Linked DNA regions of Arachis hypogaea: region 2 is linked to region 1. Evidence: chromatin contacts called from public Hi-C data. All regions are on one chromosome and are shown on one strand. Each heading gives the region's core, a stretch centred on a gene start, on an enhancer-like site or on the middle of the called end of the contact. The rest is flanking DNA. Distances are from core to core; before and after follow the strand shown.

Region 1 (5,339 bases), core at 2,090-4,589:
CACCAGTAGCCCTCCGTCGACCCCAGGTGAGTGACTCGTCCTCTGCACATCTTCTTTGTTTTTCGCCTCTATGAAATTGATACTCTGGGAACTTCGACTTCCTCTGTGAACTCAGATTTCAGTTTAATTGTGAATTTTTTCTGTTTGTTGGTTAGCATGACTATCAAAAAATCTGTTTGTTGGTTAGCATGAGAAATAAATAATCTGTTTGTTGGTTAGCATATTTCTGTTTGTTGGTTAGGGTGAGAAATAAATAATATGAAAATTAACTGGCTGGTCTTCTATTTTGCAGCTCAATTTCTATTTGTTGCTCAATTTCTGTTCGTTCCTCTCCTCAAATTTGTTACTCTATTTTTGTAAATAAGCTGAAATTTGTTGCTCAATTTCTATTTGTAGCTCAATTTCTGTTCATGCCTCTGCTCAAATTTGTTACTCTGTTTTTTGTAAATAAGCTGAAATTTGTTGCTCAATTTCTGTTTGTAGCTCAATTTCTGTTCGTTCCTTTGCTCAAATTTGTTACTTTGTTTTGTAAATAAGCTGAAATTTGTTGCTCAATTTCTGTTCATTCCTTTGCATAATTATTGACTGGCTGAATTGCTATAGGCAGAATTGCTGTAGGCAGAATTGTTAATGTTCATTGCTGTAGGCAGAATTGTTAATGTTCATTGTTGATGCTGATTTATATCAAAGTGGCGGTGGTAGTAGTGGTTTTTATGCTGCATCTCTTGATTCTTCTGCTGAACAGGGTGGGAATGAAGGTGAAAATTATCCCACCGAAGCATATTTGCAACAAGTTCTTGCGGATTTTGATGATTGATAACCCATGTAGTTGGGATTTAATATTTAGATATGCTTTTATTACTATTTAACTTTTGAGTTTGGATTTTGATAAGATCATATTATGTATTTGGTTGATGATATTTTATGTAGTGTTTTAAATTTCGAAGATATTTTAAGATTTATATCAGACTATAATTATATTTTAGGATGTGTGTTTATAATTTATTTATTATTGTATTTTAAAACGATTTTTTCGGTTGAACCATCGGTTGAACCGATTAGACTAATAAACCAGTAAACCAGTAATTAAAGCAGTTTGATGACTGGTCCAATTTTCTGAACCTTGGGTTTACTTTACCTTTTGGTTTTCTTTTTTCTATTGAATTATGTATATGACTTAAATTGAATCGTTCCAATTTTACTCTTGTTATACTATCCATTTTTGGATCACCCATTTTCATTCAATGAAATGAATTTTATCTTAAAAAAATATATAAAATAAAAAATGAAAAAGGAAATAGAAAGCGGAATGAATGGAATAGGATTTGATTCTTTTTATTTGATGTTTATAACAAACTAAAATTGATAATATTCTACTTTTTTTATTTGATCGTTAATTTTTTTTCTTGAAAAAAGAGGAAATATTCGCAGCAGTGAGATCTTACTACCGCTGAAATATAAATCATGTTACCCTCCTAAAGGCGCTTTTATTTTTATTATTGAAATTTTAGTAGTGTTTTTAAATAATGTGAAAAGTTAGTGTATTTTTTTTAGATATCATAAATTTAAAAGTTAGATTTGTAATTTTTTATTTTTATTTTTTTGATGTGTTAGAAATAAGAAACTAAATTGGAGAAAGGATTTGTGTATTATTGAGTGTATTCAAGTTGTCTATTCAAGTTGTCTCGAAATGATACAATATAAAGGATATTTATAGATAATAAGAGAATCGTAATAATAAAGACATAATCTCCTATAATAAATATTCATATATACTAATTGATTCTAATTGATCCTAATTATATTCTAACATCTCTTCTCAAACTCAAGTGACAACTTGAGTTTGAAACTTATTTAAAATAACGAAATAAAGAGGAAAAAACTGCATAAACTGATAAAACGGGTGCAGACAGACTGCCAGAAGGAAGTGCAGATGGAACTGCTGCTTGTTTGAAAGAAGCGCAGACGGAACTGCCGCTTGTCTGGAGGAAGCGCAGACGGAACTGCCGCTTGTCTGGAGGAAGCGCAGACGGAACTGCCGCTTGTCTGGAGGAAGTGCAGATGAAATTGCTTGAAAGAAACGCAGATGGAGCTGCAACAAGGAAACGAAATGCAAATGGAACTGCCACGAGAAAACGCAGAGGGAACTGCCACAAGAGAACACAAACGAAACTGCCATGAGAGAACGCAGATAGAACTGACAGGAGAGAACGCAGCGAAACTACCGAAGGAGAGCGAAAACTATATGATTTCTTCATGAGAATAGGTAAACAGCGATGACGATGGTGTTTGATCATACGACTCGAAAAAAATACAAGACAGGAAAAAATAGGCTAGTTAGTGATGAAGTGAAAAAATATCAAAGGAATGACAAAAGGGAAAGAAGAATGGCATAAAAAAATGCAAAAACTACGGTGATTTCACCGCAAGAATTTATGTATTATTGAGTGTATTCAAGTTGTCTCAGAATGATACAATATAAAGGGTATTTATAGGTACTAAGAGAATCGTAATAATAAAGACGTAATCTCCTATAATAAATATTCAGATATACTAAATAGTACTAATTGATCCTAATTGATGCTAATTATATTCTAACATGATGCAATCTTTTTTTAAAAAAAATATAAATCTGAGAGTCAAATTTGTATATTAGTGTTGAAAAAATGTTAAACATATAAATCGGACTCTTCGTTTTATTTGAAAGCGAAAAAAAAATTATTTCAAACACAAATCGGATTCTCCAATTTATGCACTATGAAAATCTAAGGGTTCGATTTGTTATTTAAAATAAAATTAAAAATTTTAATTCATATAAAAAAATTACACCAATTAACTATGATATTAAATTACATATCATTTTTTATTTCTAAAAAAATACTGGTTAATTTTATTTAAAAAAGATATATACAAATTTCAGATAAATTTGTTGATAGAATAAAAGTAGAAAGAAATAACTTTGTTTTTCGAAAATTCATAGGATATTTTGAGAGCAAAATCAATTATTTGTTCTGTTTGCATTGATTACACTTAAGAATAATAATTTGTCTTTATATTATTTACTATAGTTACTTACTTTTTAAATTTTAAAAAATTTCTTTATTTAAAATAGTATAAAAACTTATTATACTATGACAAATATAGAAAAGAATAGAACAAATTACTAATTTTGCTCTACAAAACACCAAGGAATTTCTCTTCTTTTTTTTTTCGTCTCTATTTTGTAAACAAAGTACTACTTTTCTCTAATTCTTTTTGTAACATGTGGCAGTTATGAAGGTAGAAATTAATAAAGGAGTTATTTAAGGAGGCATGTGTTATCCAAAGGGAAGAGAGGGTTGACATGCCTCTTTCAAATGCCAACCTATATAAGCCACACTTTTTTCTCGTGTCTCCTTGTGCCCTTTACTTCTTTGTATTTATGCTGCTGTTTTCCCCTAAAACTAACAACCTGATCTTGACTTCCCACCAACAAACACATAGGTTAATTATTAACCATGTCTTCGTGGGATCATTTCTTGATGAATTGTATCCAAAAGTAATATTCTTTATAGAGCTATTTTAAGTTATGTGCTATTATATTAAACTAAACCCTAAAAAGAAAAATGTTAAGGAATTTAGAATTTATTATTTTTGTCTATTAATTAATTATTAATTTAATTTTTTAGTATTAATTTGAATTAGTTTTTTTAGTTAAAAAGTTTTTGTAATAAAATATTTTTATTCAATTTAAAATCTATTTAAATACATCTTTTAAAAAAATACTTTTATTAAAAAAACAATTATTTACTTTTTTTAAAAGTTAGCAATATTTTATTTAAAAAAATAAAAACAAAAGACATTTTTAATACTTAAAAAAAATTTTTAAAATTTATTCAAATGTAAAATAATTTTTATCGATTAAAAAAAATTAAAAGATAAAAAAATAAGTATATTTTTTTAAAAGCCAATCTAAACTAACCCTTAGTTTTGTAAAATAATAATTCAATAATATATTTTATTTTATATTTTTAAATATTAATAATTAACTGATAATAAAAAATAATAAATTATGATAACTATGTAATATTTTTTTAAAAAAAACAAAAGTTTTTTTTCCCTTTCCGGTGGATTCTAAAGCCTAACAAATGTGTTTTCCACAGTCCACACCATGAATGCAAGATCCCACCAAGATTGAAACGATTCAGATACTAAGAATGTCAAGCCAACAATATATGATACATTTCAGAATATATATATACACACACCCAGGAATATGATGATCTTGTTTTCTGCTGGAAGTCGTGTAATATTCTAAAAGCTTAGCTTACACAATTATATACTTAGGTTACACCTCAATTTGCTTAAAAATACAGGAAGGTTAGGAAAATAATAATTTAAAATTATTTTATTTAATTTAATATTTATAATTTTATATATATACTATTTATAATTACATATTTATTTATTATATTTAATATTATATATCTATTTTAACAATAATAAATAAATACACAATTAAATTATTTTAAATTAATTTAAATTATTTTTATTCTCTTATAAATAGTTTTTTTTTTAAAATATAACGTAAGAAACCGAACTTATGAGATTTTCGATATATCCATTTCCTTAATCGAATATAATTTGCAAGTGATATTTCATTTTTATTGAAATGTACTTTACTTTATTTCATACATTTTCGTTTGTCTTCTAGCATTTATCATCATTTCAAACCTCATGTTTTTGACCATGAAAGAAACATTCCTAAAGTCTATCATCATTCAGCTCTTCAAAGAACCTTTCAAACCCTAGCCTTTTATATTTCTCTTCTTGTAAGGTTGCGTTTCGTTATAGACTTCGCCACTAGCACGTGTGTATGGTCACCATTCTCGCTGCCGTAAATATTAATGTGGTATTATATTTATAAGTATTTTTATAATTAAATCTAATTAAATTGATATAATAAATCTAAAAAAAATTGTGCACATATATTATTATTTTTTTTATTTTTTCTGTATCATAAACTTTTTTGTTAGAAAGAATAAAAATTTATTAATATAACACAAAATTTTGTATATAGTATAAATTTTTTTTATATATAACACATAAATATTTGTATATAATATCAAAATTTTTATACATAATACATAATTAAATTTTTATTGTAAATATATTTTGTTAGTTGAGTGAATCAATATTTTAATTATGTAGTCTTTTAAACTATTTTATACTACACATTAAAATTTTTATGCTATGCACCAAAATTTTTGTATTATATACCAAAATTTATGTGATGTGTGTATTTTGTTAGTTGAGTGTAAATATTTTAAGTATGTAATCTTTTAAAAAATTATGTTGTA
Region 2 (5,475 bases), core at 145-2,644, 89 kb before region 1:
AAATCTGGGTGATGCAGAAGGTCCTGGCCTTGAGAATCCGGGATCCAGTAGCAAGGATCATGATTATGTTAAAGAAAGAAGAGAAAGAGGTAAAGAGAAGATTGTTGAAGGGGAAGGGCATGATCAGAAGGCAAGGAAGAAAAAGAGTAGTCACCGCCATGGTAAGCATAAAACTCGTCAAAAAGCCAATTCACCATTAAACGTGGTCTCACAAACACCCGAAATTCCAGACTTTCTTTTGTAACATTTAAGGATTTTGATTTTGATTTTGATTTATTATCCGCTGGTTTTATTGATTGAGGCTATTTACTGTATTATTTGTGCTGAGCCCTTAGGTTAGTTCTGTAGATAGATTCCTCTTTAAATTTTATCCTTTTGTCATTGCACATGATTCCTTTATACTATTTTGCTTTTCTTTCCTTTTCTTTTTGGTTCTACCAACATGTCACAGAATGAGCCTATTAACAAGTAGTTCTCAAGTTTGATGTTGTTTGGGCTCTTCTGTTTCTCTTGATACATAAGGCTACGAGGGAATTATCTTTGTTTTTCTTGTAATTTGTAAAGAACGTGCATGGTATCATTTTCTAGGAAACTAATCTGACCTTAGTCTTCAATTTAGTCCTTCTGTGAAGTTGGTTTTTTGGCCATTTTGCATCTCGAGCCTAGAATTTTGTTATAGTCGCAGGTTAGAGAAATCATGGGAGGTTTGTATTATTACACTGAAATTATTATAACTATAAGATGCAATGGTGGTGTTTTCATCCTTCATTTATTCTATTGTTAATTGCTTACGATTCCTTTATACTATTTTCTTTTCCTTGTTCTGTCTATGGAATTATGATAGGATGCAATGGTGTTTGTATTATTTGTTCCCTTACCTTCTAGAAAAACGTTTGGTTGCTGATGTTGGACACTACACTGAGATTAGTGGAAGGGAAACTCAGGGATGAATGAGCAAACTGGAAATTATACTAAGTTTGATTCTGTTTTGATGCTAAATTATTTATCAAATGTAAAATTCATTGAAGGATATTTTAGGAATGCCCATAAGGTAAAATTCATTATAATAAGGTATACTCTGAAAGACAGTCACACTAGAGGTAAGGAATGCCCATACTATTAAAGTATACTCGTATCTTATAAATCACTCATAACATATCACATGCGACACTATAGTTATGTTAAATCAATCAGTGAAATTGGTTAGTTAACAGTGGTTTGACTGCCATTAAGCTGGTAGATGTGATGGGTGAGCACTTACGCTTGCATGTTTCTCACTTTCTAACCTTTAGGCTTGTACGTGATTAAAGATTAATGGGAAATATGTATTTGCCCATTAAAGCACCAAAGTCAGGTCATGGTACAATCGTATCCAAGTTGATAGGACATTCACGATTACACGATAAAGCAAAAGGGTGCACATAAGGCCTCACTTATCACACAGGGAGGCTATGGGTGCGTTTGTTTTATTTGTTTTTTAATAAAAAAAATTTAGCTTTTCTGGGTGGAAAAAGAAAGCGGTTTTGAAATATTTTTGTTATTAAAATCAGTTTTCAACCCTTTTTTCAATTATATAAAGATAAAATCACTTTTTAAGAATAAAAAAAATGCACCCTTAATCGCATTATTGGCAATACACTATTCAACAAAACAAAACAAAACAGTGAAATAGAGGTCCATTAAAAATTAAAATAATTGAACCCCTCGTTGAGATTGTATATTTATCTTCCTTCACTCATTAATAGACAACTTTACCTATAAAAATATAAGTGTATTATTAGTATAAAGGAGGATATCAATTGTGACATGCCTACCGTGGACCATCAGCAAACTTCTTACAAGCTAGTTTCATCATATCAATCTTAGATTTTGTTGACCACAAGAGTGAAGTAGTGTGAGACTGAGGCATTAGCAACTTCAAGAATCAATAATATAGCCATGACAATTTAACCTGACCTGACTCATCCTCTCTCTTTCTGAATGAAGTTGATTTTTCAACGGTTGACTAAGTTTTGGGTAAATATGAGTAATATCTGATGAAAATTGTTTGGATATGAGGCAGGAATAAGTAGTGGTCATCCGACTGTATATTTATCCATACCTATTCCATACTTACACAAATAAATGCTTAAGCTAGATTATTGTATTTGACGAGTTTAATTTGATGAATATAAATTTCTTTAAGATTGTTTATAATTTATAATGTGATAATTTTAGTTATATTTAAAACTTACATAACTTTTGTGTATTTTATATTTTATTTTTATAGATCATAAATTATATTCATACAAAAGAGATGCTATTAAAAAAAATACACACAAAAAATATCACATTTGGGGTGTGGATAGAATTGGAAATGAGTCAAATCAGTTCATAAGCTAGCTCAAGCTCGATTCATTAATAATTCGATAAACTGAACTCGTGAACTAGTGAGCCGAGTTTGAGCTTAGATTTGAGCTCATAAATTAAATGAGTTGAGTTTGAGTTTGAGTTTGGATAAATTCAGCTCATTAACTTGTGAACTGGCTGGATTATATATATAATATTAAAAATATAAATTAAATGCATATAGGATATACGTATTAATAATTTAATATATATATATATATATATATATATATAATTTTACATATATATTAATGTTTTTAATTGTTTAAAATTTTATAATATTTTTTATATATAATTTTGATTTACGACATAGATAAAAAATTTATAATTGATAGATAGACAATATATTAAATTTATATTTTTAATATTTTTAATATATATAAGTTATAAGTTATAATTTATTAATATAAAATTATAGATTATGTTTCTATTATTTGAGTCAGTTTGTGAATTTTCGTTGAACTAAACTTAAACTTACGAAATAAATTTAACTGTTAATGAATCGAGTCGTGAATCAAGCTTAATTTTTATTAGCCAAATTTAAATTTAACTTAATTTAACTCAACTTAACTCAGTTCACTTTCAGTGCTACGTGCGGATAAAGTGAAACGTATACGAATCTATATTGTTCCCGTAGTTGTGAATAGAACAAGTAGTTAATGTTTGGAGTGAATACGAACATTGAAATACCCGCCCAATGTTGTCCATTGTTATTCCTAACGTGAACAACTACGAATTTCTCTAAATCTTCACAAATCACAATGACACAATCATTACCATTCCACTTGTAAACAACGAAGTTCCCACCTCAGTTTGGATATTCGGAGCATTGTATATATAATCTCCAAACAAAACACGAAGTGTGACTTTCCTTCAAGATATCCATATATTAGCTATTACTTTCCTTCTTAATCTATCATTAAGAATGCTTCTTCGTTCTCATTCTTCGGATCATAATTGTGGACTAAATTTGCTGCTCATTACATATTACCGTTTCATATATACATATACGGAAATGTTAGGGTAGGTAAACATTTTGCTAAATCAAATTCACCCAAATCATGTCTATGTATGTGTCTTTTTTTTTTCATTTTTTTTCTCTTTTTTTTCTTTTTTCCTCTCTTCTTCTTATTTTTTTTTCTGATTTCTTCTTTTTTTTCCATCCATCATCATTTTTTTTCTTTTTTTCTCAATTTTTTTCTTATTCTTATATATCTTCTTTGTTTTTTTTTGTGTATTTTTAAAAATTTCATGAAAGAGCTTAAGCAAGTGTCGAGAATTTGAATTCCGTCTTGTACATGCAACAACCCATTGGTCAGCGGCAAACTCTTAAATGGAATTCAGTACTACGACGGATTAGTCCTTGACCTGCCGAGTTAGAGAATACCGTGAAAAACAAAAAAAAATGTTATGAAAGAGAAAAAGAATAAAAAAATGTTAGGATTTGGTTGAATTAGTCCCACATTGCTTAGGATAGCAAATGGAGTGGGTGGCCTAGGCTATAAATATGAGGCTAAGTTCTCCATTTGTTTTTGCACCAGTCAGAAACACTTTAAGCTTGTATCTGATTTTTCTTTTCCTCTGTACTCTTTGATTAGAGAGTGTTGTGAGGTGTAGTTAGATATTTGCTTTGAAAGAGTGTGGGTGTACTGGGGTGCCGGTGAGAGAAAGAAGTCTATGTGTTGTAACAATTTTCACATAGTGATATTCTCTGGTTGTCATTTGACAACGGCCGTGGTTTTTTCTCCGGTAATTGGAGTTTCCACGTTAAATTCTTGTGTTGTGATTGTGTCTATTTTATTTCTCTGTCAAAGGTGTTTTCTCAAGGGGGAATTGTGTCTTATTCCCAACAAAAAATACAAGACAAATGATAAAAAAAAAGAAATAGAAATAGAAATGAGATCATATCTTTCCATATCTGGGAGAATTTCCTATAATCGTATTTCACATGATCTCGTTGAGGACAGTGTCATGCCCCTGAGTCAGGATCCTTTGGCCTAGGGTGGAGACCCATGTATTGAGAGAAAGAATAAAAAAAAGGAAAATGATGATGATGATAATAATGAAGAAGTTAAGAAAAAATGCAGTAGTAGAAGAAGAATAAAATTGTGTTTGAGTAGCAAAAATTTATGTTTCGTAATTTAAAAATTATGTGCTAATATGTCTCTGAACTCATTTAAAATGGAAAAGTATATGGAACCAAAATGTTACCAGTCAAAAACTAAACAAAACCACATTCATTTATATTAATAATTAATTAATTTTAAATTTTTTAAATTTAAAATTTAAAAAATTTAAAATAAGTAAACCTAATTCAAATATATAAAAACCTTCATATTCTCCTCACATTAACCTACTCACCTCTAACAATCACATACAAATCATTCTCTCTCAATACAATCACGGCGTTTTCTCCTACGCCGGCTAGTCCAATCAACACTCTAAATCAAAACCTCTTTGCCGTCAATTATGATAACCCTGCATCGTCTGCTTTAAACCACAGCATCTCCAAGGCCAACAATTGGTTGAAGGTCAGAGATATCAATCCTCTCCAATGACCAATCCTCTAACCCTTCCGTCCTCGAAACCCTCCGTTTCCGCCGCCAACTCCTCATCCCCGAACTCTCCAGCGCAGCCGCCTTTGCCATGCACAGCATTCTCACCCTTGGACTCGTCAACTATCCCTATCGCAATTCGGTCCTCAAGTCCATGGCTCGCACAGGTTGATCGTATGTCTCCAGCTCGTCGTTCTCATGTAACCAGGGGAGAAGCAGCGCTGCGAGTTCCATGAATCCATGCTGTTGGCGTTGCGTGAAGAACCGGACTGCAGACCCTTAGGGTGCTCCGCTTGCAGCGACCAGAGTTCTCTTGACCCGGTTCACCTTTGTTGGCAGCCCCATCACTCCTTGTTACTGTCTTCCAAAAAGGTCTTGGCCTAGCAGCAGTTCTTGGCCAGAACGGTTACAATTCTTGTTGGCCCAAGTTTGCTTTATGACTTGGTTTTGTTTTACCCCTTATGGCTCCCCTTTGAAGCCCATGGTTCAACGTCTCAATCACCCAATAGTAGAATCTTAGTGTGACTTTGGA

Evidence for each region. A called contact is a pair of places that touch in the nucleus more often than the background predicts.
Region 2: a Hi-C map of leaf shows a contact between it and region 1, with 4 times the contacts expected there. The contact joins two enhancer-like sites. A contact is called at or near these places in 3 of 8 Hi-C or Micro-C datasets (all in leaf).

The regions. Positions count from the first base shown.
Region 1 is chr3:37,777,346-37,782,684 of arahy.Tifrunner.gnm2.J5K5, reverse strand. No RefSeq gene overlaps it. Among protein-coding and RNA genes, the nearest start is that of LOC112790306, 3.8 kb to the right of the region's middle. Within about 2 kb of position 3,339, at least 1 of the 3 cell types and tissues checked has open chromatin away from gene starts, as enhancers often do.
Region 2 is chr3:37,864,035-37,869,509 of arahy.Tifrunner.gnm2.J5K5, reverse strand. LOC112790307 (AP-3 complex subunit delta) reads left to right here. Exons shown (of 1, transcript XM_025832638.3): 1 at 1-768. The coding sequence ends at 244. Among protein-coding and RNA genes, the nearest start is that of LOC112790307, 5.7 kb to the left of the region's middle. Within about 2 kb of position 1,394, at least 1 of the 3 cell types and tissues checked has open chromatin away from gene starts, as enhancers often do.